Linked DNA regions of Mus musculus: regions 1 and 2 are each linked to region 3. Evidence: chromatin contacts called from public Hi-C and promoter capture Hi-C data. All regions are on one chromosome and are shown on one strand. The core of a region is the stretch at or near the end of the contact, and the rest is flanking DNA. Distances in the headings are between cores, read along the strand shown.

Region 1 (2,700 bases), core at 201-2,700, 170 kb before region 3:
TTAAACATGTTAAGTGCATAGAAATATGTCCAATATTGTATATCATCAGCAAATTTCAAATTTTAAAACAATAAACGCCATGCCCAAGGCAACTCTTATAAAGGGAAGCGTTTAACTAGGGGCAAGCATTTTTGAGGGCTAGTTCATTATCATCATGGTGACATTGCACTGGAGCAATAGCCAAGAGCTTTATATCCATAAACAACAGGCAGGGGGTGGGGGAAGGCCTCAAAGGCCAAACCCAGCGACATACCTCCTCCAACAAGGCCACACCTCCTACCCTTTCCCAAAGAGTTTATCAACTGGGGACAAAGCTTGCAAATCAATGGGCCATGGGGCCATTCTCACTCCAACCATCCCAGTCCCAAATCTAACACATCAGTATCACCAAATGCTTGCAAGGATACAAAGTGCCACAGGCACTCCTTTGCTGTGGGTGGGAACGCCAAGTCACAACCTGTTTTTGAAGATACTTTGACCTTTTTCTTACAAGAACTAAGTGCACTCATAGCATCTGGAGCCTCAATCCTGCTTCTTGGCATTAACCCAGAAGAGTTAAAAACATGTTAGAGTGTTTGTAACAGCTCTATTCATTATGACCAGGGCGGAGAGGCAACAGTAACAAAAAATGTATTAGCTACTCTACACTGCTGGGACAAAACTGGGGACCAAAGCAGTTGAAGGAAGGAAGGAAGGAAGGAAGGAAGGAAGGAAGGAAGGAAGGAAGGGAGGGAGGGAGGGAGGGTCCATTGTTACGGTTTGGGAATACAGCAAACCCTGGCAGGGAAGTCTGGGTGGTGGCAGCTTGGAACAGTGAGTCACCTAGATAACCCCTCCCGGGCATGGCTAGAGTCTTATTTCCTTGGTGATTCTAGATCCTGTCAAGATCATCCAACACAACACTATGTTAATGTGGTCTCACCAGTTGAAACAAATGTCTCCTATTGCTATGAGGATATTAATAATAGCGGAAGTTGGGGGGAGGTGTTGAGAGGCGAATGAAACTCTCTGTACTGTCTGTCACTAGACTTTTTTTTTCTAAAAGCTTACAATTGGTAATTTTAAAAATTTTTATTAATAGAAAAGAAAATCATAGATAACAACTGTTAGGCAAAACAAAGATAGGTGTCTAGACCTAGCTAAGGTGTCTACTCTGAGTGGGCACATTTGGTCACATGGTTATAAAAGATAACAATAATGCCATCTTTTGCATGTTTAAGGACTTGAGAACAGGTTCCTGACTTCCTGGACACACGGGTTTCTCCTTTCCGGTTATAGTCCGCAAAGCCTCTGGGTGCTAGCCAGAAGAGAGGGCGCCAATGGCCAGCGGATCTCTGATGATGCCATCAGTCACCAAGGTTTTAAGAGCCAGGCGTTCTTTGGTGTCCTCTAACCGGAGGCGCGGGAACTTGCGTGTAAGAAAGCCAGCCCAGTCAGCTGACTCAGGCCGAATTCCGGTGTCATGGCCGACGCTCCTCGCACTCCCTTGGAGACTCTAAGTCACACTGCCCTGCTCCCTAGAGGAGAGAGGAAAAGTACTGAAAGGAAGCAGCCAAATTCTTTGACATCCAATCAGAAGCAGGCATGAAGCCAAGAGTTGCCCAATCAGATTAGCGGAAATAGCGAAGGAGTCTCCTGGAAGCAGAGTTGCCATGACAACGCGAGTTTCTAGGGTTCTCTGCTTGCGCCTAGCGCTTGGCAACGCATGGCCACCTCCCTGATGAAATGCAGCCAATAAGAGGGACCCATTTTGTGACGTCAGTAGTTGCCAAGCCGGCTTGCAGAAGCACGCGAGCCGCCCCCTCCCCTCAGAAAAACATAGGTTGTTGCGCATGCGCCCATGCTCTCATGGGCTTGTTGGAGACAAAAGGCGGGAAAATGTGTGAGATGAGGAGTGACGTGAGAGGCCAGATAGGGACAGCCAGACCAACTACCCGACTGATTGGTGGCACTCTAAGAAAAGGCTCAGGAAAGTAGGTGGCCTTTTAAAAGTCCCATTGAGGGACAGAAGTACAGAGAGACCATAAGACACAGACTGAGAGAAACAGCTATTCAGGGTCACAGACCTCCCACATGCTCAGCTCACAGGAACCCAAGGCCTAAACTACAGCCAAGGAGAAGCAGGAGGTGACAGGGAGACAATGATAGCATCCGGGAAACATCAGAGGCCAGGAGATGGTGGTTGTACTGAGAAAGGTCAGATGGGGTTGTTAGGAAGATGGAAGGGACAGAGATAGAAGGATGGGTCAGAGTCAGATGGAGGGCCCTGAGGTAGGGTCTGAGGACAGGGTCAGGACAGAGACGAGAAAGGATGGAGTCAGACATGGTATTGATAGGAACAGAGAGGATAGAGTTAAAGGAAGCAGAGAAAGGAACGTGGTGGATGTGTTAGCACCAGACCTGGGACAGCTGAGACAAAGGTTCCCAGGCCAAGATAGAGACAAAGAGCTCTAGGAATAGTGTCCAAGGGAGCACACACAGACTGACAGAACAGACTAAGACCAAGGAGACAATGATAAAGGGGAAGGAGATAAATGAGCAGATATAGAGGAGACGGTGGCAGTCACAGAGACAGGGAAGACAGGCCAGAGGTGATAACGGTGTGGAGGACAGGAATAGAGAAGGTGGCCGTGATAAAAATGGGGGCCATGGTGACAGGCAGAGAGTGAGCAGGGAAAAGACAGGGAAGACGCTGGAGAG
Region 2 (3,028 bases), core at 331-2,830, 190 kb before region 3:
TTAAAAATCGTCCTCATTTTTAAAGAGAAAAAGTAAGGCAGTTAGGAACTAACCCAGCGGAAGTCATACAGTGTGCTGAGCTGGCATTAAACACGCATGCATTTTCCCGAGTCGCACAGATGGCTGGTTCTTGCTGCAGCTGCCTCGCAGCATCTGAGCTGCCTCAGACTCACAGTGTTTCTTTGAAGATGTGTCACGTGAAGCTGGCAAGCCCATCTGTGTGCACATTTCTGAGTGTGTGTCACCGCCTGGTCAGGCTGAGCTCCATGGCTGGCATGGAGCTGACTAGCCACTAAGGCCGTTCGCCGCACCTTTGGTGGCCAGGCCCCCGTGCATGCTTCCTCAGACTCCTGTGAGAAGATGCTAGCAGCATAAACATGGACCCTGGATGGAGCCAGCTATCTTTTTCGGAGGCTTCTGATATATAACAACTGCAAATTGCATGCATACGCTACAAGGGGAAGAGTTGCTTTGAACCCAGAGTCTCAGATATGCCAAGCAAACACTGGTTTTTTAGGCTATCAGACCAAGCGCTTTGCTTTCCTGGGAGATTCTACTAGACAAAGGCTCCACTTCTCATCAATGCCCCCAGCTCCTCACTGGAGGATTCTAGACAGGGCTTCTACTGCTGCACTACATCCCCAGCTCTCTCTTATTTTTGGACAGGGTCTCACTCAATCTGCAGAGGCTGGTCTTGAACTCATCCGTAGCCCAGGTTGACCTGGAACTTTCTATCCTCTTCCCTCCCCATCCAGAGCAACTGGGATGAAAGGTCTCTGCCATCAGGCCTTGGAAGCTGTGTTTATTTTGTATAACTGGCTGGCGGGAGGACAATAGCAATTGAGTGAGACACTAACTTCCAAGCCACCCCTCTGGGCTGCTTTTGTGTAGATCAGGACCTCGTGGGAGGAATTGAATCTCCACGGGCCTCAATTGTTCTGTGAAATGGGAATACCTTGATTGCATTCATCCTTATACCAAAGTGAATATTCCATGAGAAGCCATCTTCAAAGCTCTTAACTCCTAACATTGGTAATGGTGAGTGGCAATTTTCATTAGCTGCTATTAATGTGGTAAAAACCGGATGCTCTGTGCCTGTAAGTAGTCATTAAGCACCCACTTGGTGCCAGTGTTTTTGATGCACACTGACTGGTTTCTCAAACTACATCCCTTAGGAGATAATTTCATTGTATTGTGCTGGACATCGGGATCTGGGATGCTAAGAGTCTCAAGGGGACTAGGGCAGGATTCAAATCCAGTGCCTGTGGCTCTACCTAAAATATGAGACTTACTGTGGCCAGCTTTCATTCCAGCCTGCTCAGCTGTAAACCCTGAGATCTTGCTCCCTGGAGAAAGGAGTTTTTGTGGCCTGGGACCTCTGAATCCTAACCTTCTAGTTCCCTCAGGTGGCCTCTCAACTGGGGCGAAACTGCAACCAGAGTCCAGGGAGGTGCACACTAGGGCCATACGGATTTTGGCTTTTGGGTTGCATGGGCTGGCGGGGGAGGGGGGGGGAAAGGGCTTGGGAGGAGCCGAGGAGCTGCGACAGGGGTGGGGAGGAGCCAGGCGGGCACCGCGGCAGCGGGCAGGCGGGCGCGCGCGCGCTCCGGGCTGCAGCAGCCGGGGCTCCGGTGAGTCCGCCCCTCCCCCTCCCCCGCCCCAACCTCATCCCAAGGGGGCGGCCCCAAGTGGGGGCGCGGAGGTCGGTGCAAATAGGGGCGCATCTGGAGCTGGGGAGCTGAGTCTGCAGTGCCAGCTGGACGCTCCAGGGGAGGGGCACGTGGCCCTGGAAAAAGGGGGATCTTGATTCCAATACACCTGGGTGCACTTCACCCTTGCCCACCCATCCCCAGAGTATGGGGATTAGTGACCCATCTCATGACCCCTAAGTGATTAGAGCTACGTGACCTCTGGAGATCTTGGACTCCTTTCCCCTCTCCTGCAGCGTCTTGGGACCCTGACATTTTAACCCTTCCAGCACCACTCCCCCAAAAAATCCCATATTCTGCAGACCGGAGACGCATTGAGGACTTCAACTCCCAGCAGCCCTTGCAGCTCTGGTGCGATAAAGCTGCAGTAGCACTAGCAGCAAGACCAGCTGGGAGTTGTAGTCCCTAAGCTTTTAACTAGCTGCTGGGGGCACGGAGGTGGGAGGGGGCGGCTGGACCTCACCGGGGTCATCTGGGGTCGCGCAGCTACTTCGAGTCGGGCAAGATGCAAAGCTTGGGCTGATTTTTTCCCTCCCGATTTGGGTCCCTAGATCAGTCACCAGCCCCCCTTCTTGCCACCTGGCAAGCGTGGAGACCGGTCCGCAGCGGCTAGGCTCGTCCACCCTGCAATCCCCATGGGCTACCGCCCCCCGCCGCCTCGGCTGCCACCCAGGACAAGGCAGGGGTAAGCACAGGTGAGTCTGACCCTGGCCAAATGGCAGTCAGTCTTCCTTAGCAGCCTGGCTTCTCTTGACTGTCTGGCCCTCGTTCTTTCCCTCGGGGGGGGGGGGGGCTCTTTCCCACCGATGTCTAATGTCTAGCTCCAAACCTTACCTTGTGTTACTCCCTCCTCGCCCACCTCCACCTCTCTCTCCTGTTCTCCTTTTTTTTTTTTTTAAACTGACCATGCTTCTGTCTGTCTGTGTTCCCAACTCTCTTCTCTTGCCTTGTATCTGAGGTCTCCAGCCATTGTCTGGTTGTCCAACCTGGAATTCAGCATCTTTTCTCTCTCTCTTCTGATCTACCTGTGTCTCATTGGAAGGTATTTCTGCCCACACCCCTGCCTCCCTGGCTTCACTTCTCTCTGTGTGTGCACCATGTCTCGGATATAATGAAGTACACGCTGTTCCCCAGCCTCTGTCCTGAACCTCTATACTCCGAATTCTGTGTCTATCTTTCCCTGGCTACCCGACTTCACTTGGTCCTTTCCTCTTATCTCTATCTGTCCTCTTAGCTCCCCTTCTCTCAGCTCGGGGTTTCTGCCACACACCTGACTCTCCTTCCTCTGACCCTCCAGCAGTTTCCCACCCTAAGCCTCC
Region 3 (2,982 bases), core at 129-2,628:
AGCAGGGCCAGCTTTATTGTGTTGCCCAGGGGAGGTGCAGGGACTGATCTCTGGAGTGCTGCAGTCGATGAGGGGCAGGGCCAGCTCTTTTTCCTGCCTGCCGCAGGTGGTGAGGGGGCAGAGTTTCAGTTTTCTTTTGAGACAGTTTTCACGTAGCCCAGGCTGACCTCAAACTTAGCCAAAGATGCCCTTGAGCTCTTGATCCTCTTGCCTCTGCCTCCCAGTTGCTGGGATCACAGGCGTGTAGTACTGTGCTAGGCAGCTCTCCCGTGCATGTGCATCTGGAGGCCCGGGGGCTGTTTCAGGTGTCTCCTCTATCACTCTTCACTGTGCTTTCGAGTCAGACTCCCTCACCAAACCCGTAGCTCGTTGATTGGCTAGTCTGGCTGAGCAGCAAGCCCCTGGGGTAGATCTAGCTGCATCCCCAGTGCCAGGACTGCCACACAGGGCACAGGCCAGCTCCTTATGTGAATGTGGGAGCTGGAACTCAGGTCCTAATACTTAATACTTACCTAATGCTTCTGGCATCTCCCATCCCCGCTGAATGCCTTCAGTCCACAACTCTAGGTAGTGCTTCTCAGCCTTTCCAGTGTGGCGACCCTACAGGGTCCAGTTCCTCACGTTGGGGTGACCACCAGCCATGAAACTATGCTGTTGCTACTTGGTCACTGTAGTTTTGCCACTGTTATGAATCGTAATGCAATATCTGATTCGCAGGATATCTGGCATGTGGCCCTCAAAGGGGTCTTGACCCCACAGGTTGAGAACCGTTGTTCTAGCGCCTAAGGCAAGAGGATCGCTTGAGCTCAGTAAAGTCATGAGATCTTGTTTCAAAAGAAAAGGAAGGCCAGGGAGATGGCTCCACAGATGAAGGCACTGGCTGCCAAGCCTGCTGACCTGTGTTGGACTCCTGAGACCCACCCGCAGAAAAGAGAGAACTGACCCCTGCAAAGTGTCCTTTGTCCTTTAAATTCCTGCTGTGGCATGTGGATGCACACACAAATGAACTAGCTAATTAAAATGTGTAAAGAGAGGGGAGCCCCTTCTCCCTAAAAAAACCAGGCAAGGGCAGAAAGAGTGGGTATCCTGAGAAGCTGACAGAGCCACCCACATAGGAAGGACAGCACACCTCTATTGTAACTGAGTGTCCCCTCCCAGACCCCCCACAGACCTTTCCTGTTCCTCCCTCTTGCTCAAGAAAAAAAAATTGTGGTTAATGAGTCTCAGAAAAGCGAACTGAAAGTTAAAAGTAAAATCCATAGAGGGGCAGGAAAGGGGTGGGTGCGGGTCTCCCTCCCCATGCTCTCAAAGGTACAAGCCAGGAACCAATGAACCTCAGCACACACACTCAGCACATACCTTAAACAGCCCGGTTCTGGCCCTGCTACTGAAGGACCTCACACACACACACACACACACACACACACACACACACACATACACACACGTCACTTCTGTGTTCCAGTAGGTGGTGGGGCGTGAACAGGGTGGAGTCTCAAGGGGAAGAAAAGGGCCACAGGACATCTTGGCCCAGCTCTAGTCCCCAGAGATGTCGCCACTACTGCTGCTGCTGCTGTGCCTGCTGCTGGGGAATTTGGAGCCTGAGGAGGCCAAACTGATCCGGTATGGGGACCCCCACTCTCACTCCTGACAGATTCCCAACGGCTTGTCCTTTAAGACTGAGGCTGGCCTTGGTGCCCCAAGAATCCAATTTTTTCAGGGTTCCCAGATTTTACTTGTTCGTCTCTCTCTCTCTCTCTCTCTCTCTCTCTCTCTCTGTGTGTGTGTGTGTGTGTGTGTGTAAGAGATACAGAGACAGAAAGAGACAGAGACAGAGACAGATACAGATAGATATACACACACACACACACACACACACACACACACACAGAGAGAGAGAGAGAGAGAGAGAGAGAGAGAGAGAGAGAAAGAGAGAGAGAGTTTTGTGAATGTGAATCTAACTGCACGCTTCCTTACTCTCTGAGCCATCTTAAAGGCCTGGGTCCCCAACTCTCAAACTGGGTTTCCACCCTGAGAAATTCAGCATAATACCTCCTGTTAGGAGAAGTAATGGGAAGGAAGCAAGGGAGAGGGAGGAGAGAAAGGGTGTTTGTCCTGGAGTAGAATAAAGGATTGCCTCTGAATAGTGAAGACACAGATGTGGCCCATAGGCAAATGGAGGTTTATAAAGATGCAAGAGAAAACCCCATGTTTCCCCAAAGGGGGCTTTTTTTTTTTTTTTTGCTGCTGGACTTCAATACTTTGATAGCTGAACCTTGGTAATCAGCCTCGGGAGGAGGAAGTGGCCACATAATGGTTTTTAGCAAAGCAGAAGGCATGGGAGAGAAAACCTAAGCCCGCCAGAGCCACGCTCGCTGCACTCAAGCTGGCCAGGGTCCCTTCATGTCCTAAGACCCCACACTTTTTGGTTGTTTAGTTTTTGGCTTTGTCCAGACTTGGTCTTGTGTAGCCCAGGCTAGCCTCAAACTCCCTACATATCAAAGAATCACCTTAAACTCCAGGTTCTACTGCTTCCACCTCCTAAATGCTGGAATCCCTGGGAAGAGAGCCTTGAAATTTGTGCTATGTAAGTGCTCTACCCACTGAGCCATATCCCTAGCCATGGCTACAGCCCCACAATTTTTAAAAAAACATACTGTCTCCTTATGTAGCCCTGGCCTTGAACTCACTATGTAAACCAGGCTGGCCTTGAACACATAAAGATACTCCTGCCCCTGTCTCCCAAGTGCTGAGATTTTAAGGTGTTCACCACCAAATTAAGTCCAACTTTTGCTTTTGGCTAAGGTGTGTGGAGTCCCAGCATTCAGGGAGGCTGAGGCAGAAAGGCTGAGTTCAAGGGTATGGGGACACTGTCTGCAGAAACCAAAGCTGGGCATGTGTCCCAGCGAGAGAGCATTTGTCTAGTAGACACCAGGGCCTCCATTCAATCCCCAGTATGACCAAGTTCTGAAGCCCAGGATT

The links. Promoter capture Hi-C pulls out the DNA fragments that hold promoters and counts their contacts. A called contact is a pair of places that touch in the nucleus more often than the background predicts.
Region 1: a contact with region 3 is called in a Hi-C map of effector CD8 T cells, with 3 times the contacts expected there. The contact joins the enhancer-like site here to the promoter of Napsa in region 3. A contact is called at or near these places in 7 of 39 promoter capture datasets (the 3T3-L1 cell line, cranial neural crest, embryonic stem cells and 4 more), 9 of 484 Hi-C or Micro-C datasets (B cells, CD8 T cells, the G1E-ER4 cell line and 5 more), 3 of 115 datasets of contacts at active chromatin or transcription factors (bone marrow-derived macrophages and embryonic stem cells) and 2 of 9 other capture datasets (embryonic stem cells and pancreatic islet).
Region 2: a contact with region 3 is called in a promoter capture Hi-C map of liver. The contact joins the promoter of Syt3 here to the promoter of Napsa in region 3. A contact is called at or near these places in 16 of 39 promoter capture datasets (the 3T3-L1 cell line, the C10 cell line, the HPC-7 cell line and 9 more), 4 of 484 Hi-C or Micro-C datasets (Th1 cells, embryonic stem cells, erythroblasts and 1 more), 8 of 115 datasets of contacts at active chromatin or transcription factors (bone marrow-derived macrophages, embryonic stem cells and large pre-B cells) and 3 of 9 other capture datasets (adipose tissue, liver and pancreatic islet).

What each region holds. Positions count from the first base shown.
Region 1 is chr7:44,404,216-44,406,915 of GRCm38.p6, forward strand. No RefSeq gene overlaps it. Among named protein-coding and RNA genes, the nearest start is that of Syt3, 21 kb to the left of the region's middle. Within about 2 kb of position 1,451, at least 262 of the 459 cell types and tissues checked have an H3K27ac peak or open chromatin away from gene starts, as enhancers often do. A contact at or near this core is called in B cells, CD8 T cells, bone marrow-derived macrophages and 5 more, where this site is marked.
Region 2 is chr7:44,382,546-44,385,573 of GRCm38.p6, forward strand. It overlaps Syt3 (synaptotagmin III), which reads left to right and starts at 1,581. Exons shown (of 11, transcript NM_001114116.1): 1 at 1,581-1,631; 2 at 2,261-2,404. It also overlaps a transcript of 1700008O03Rik not described here.
Region 3 is chr7:44,571,067-44,574,048 of GRCm38.p6, forward strand. It overlaps Napsa (napsin A aspartic peptidase), which reads left to right and starts at 1,379. Exons shown (of 9, transcript NM_008437.1): 1 at 1,379-1,623. The coding sequence starts at 1,550.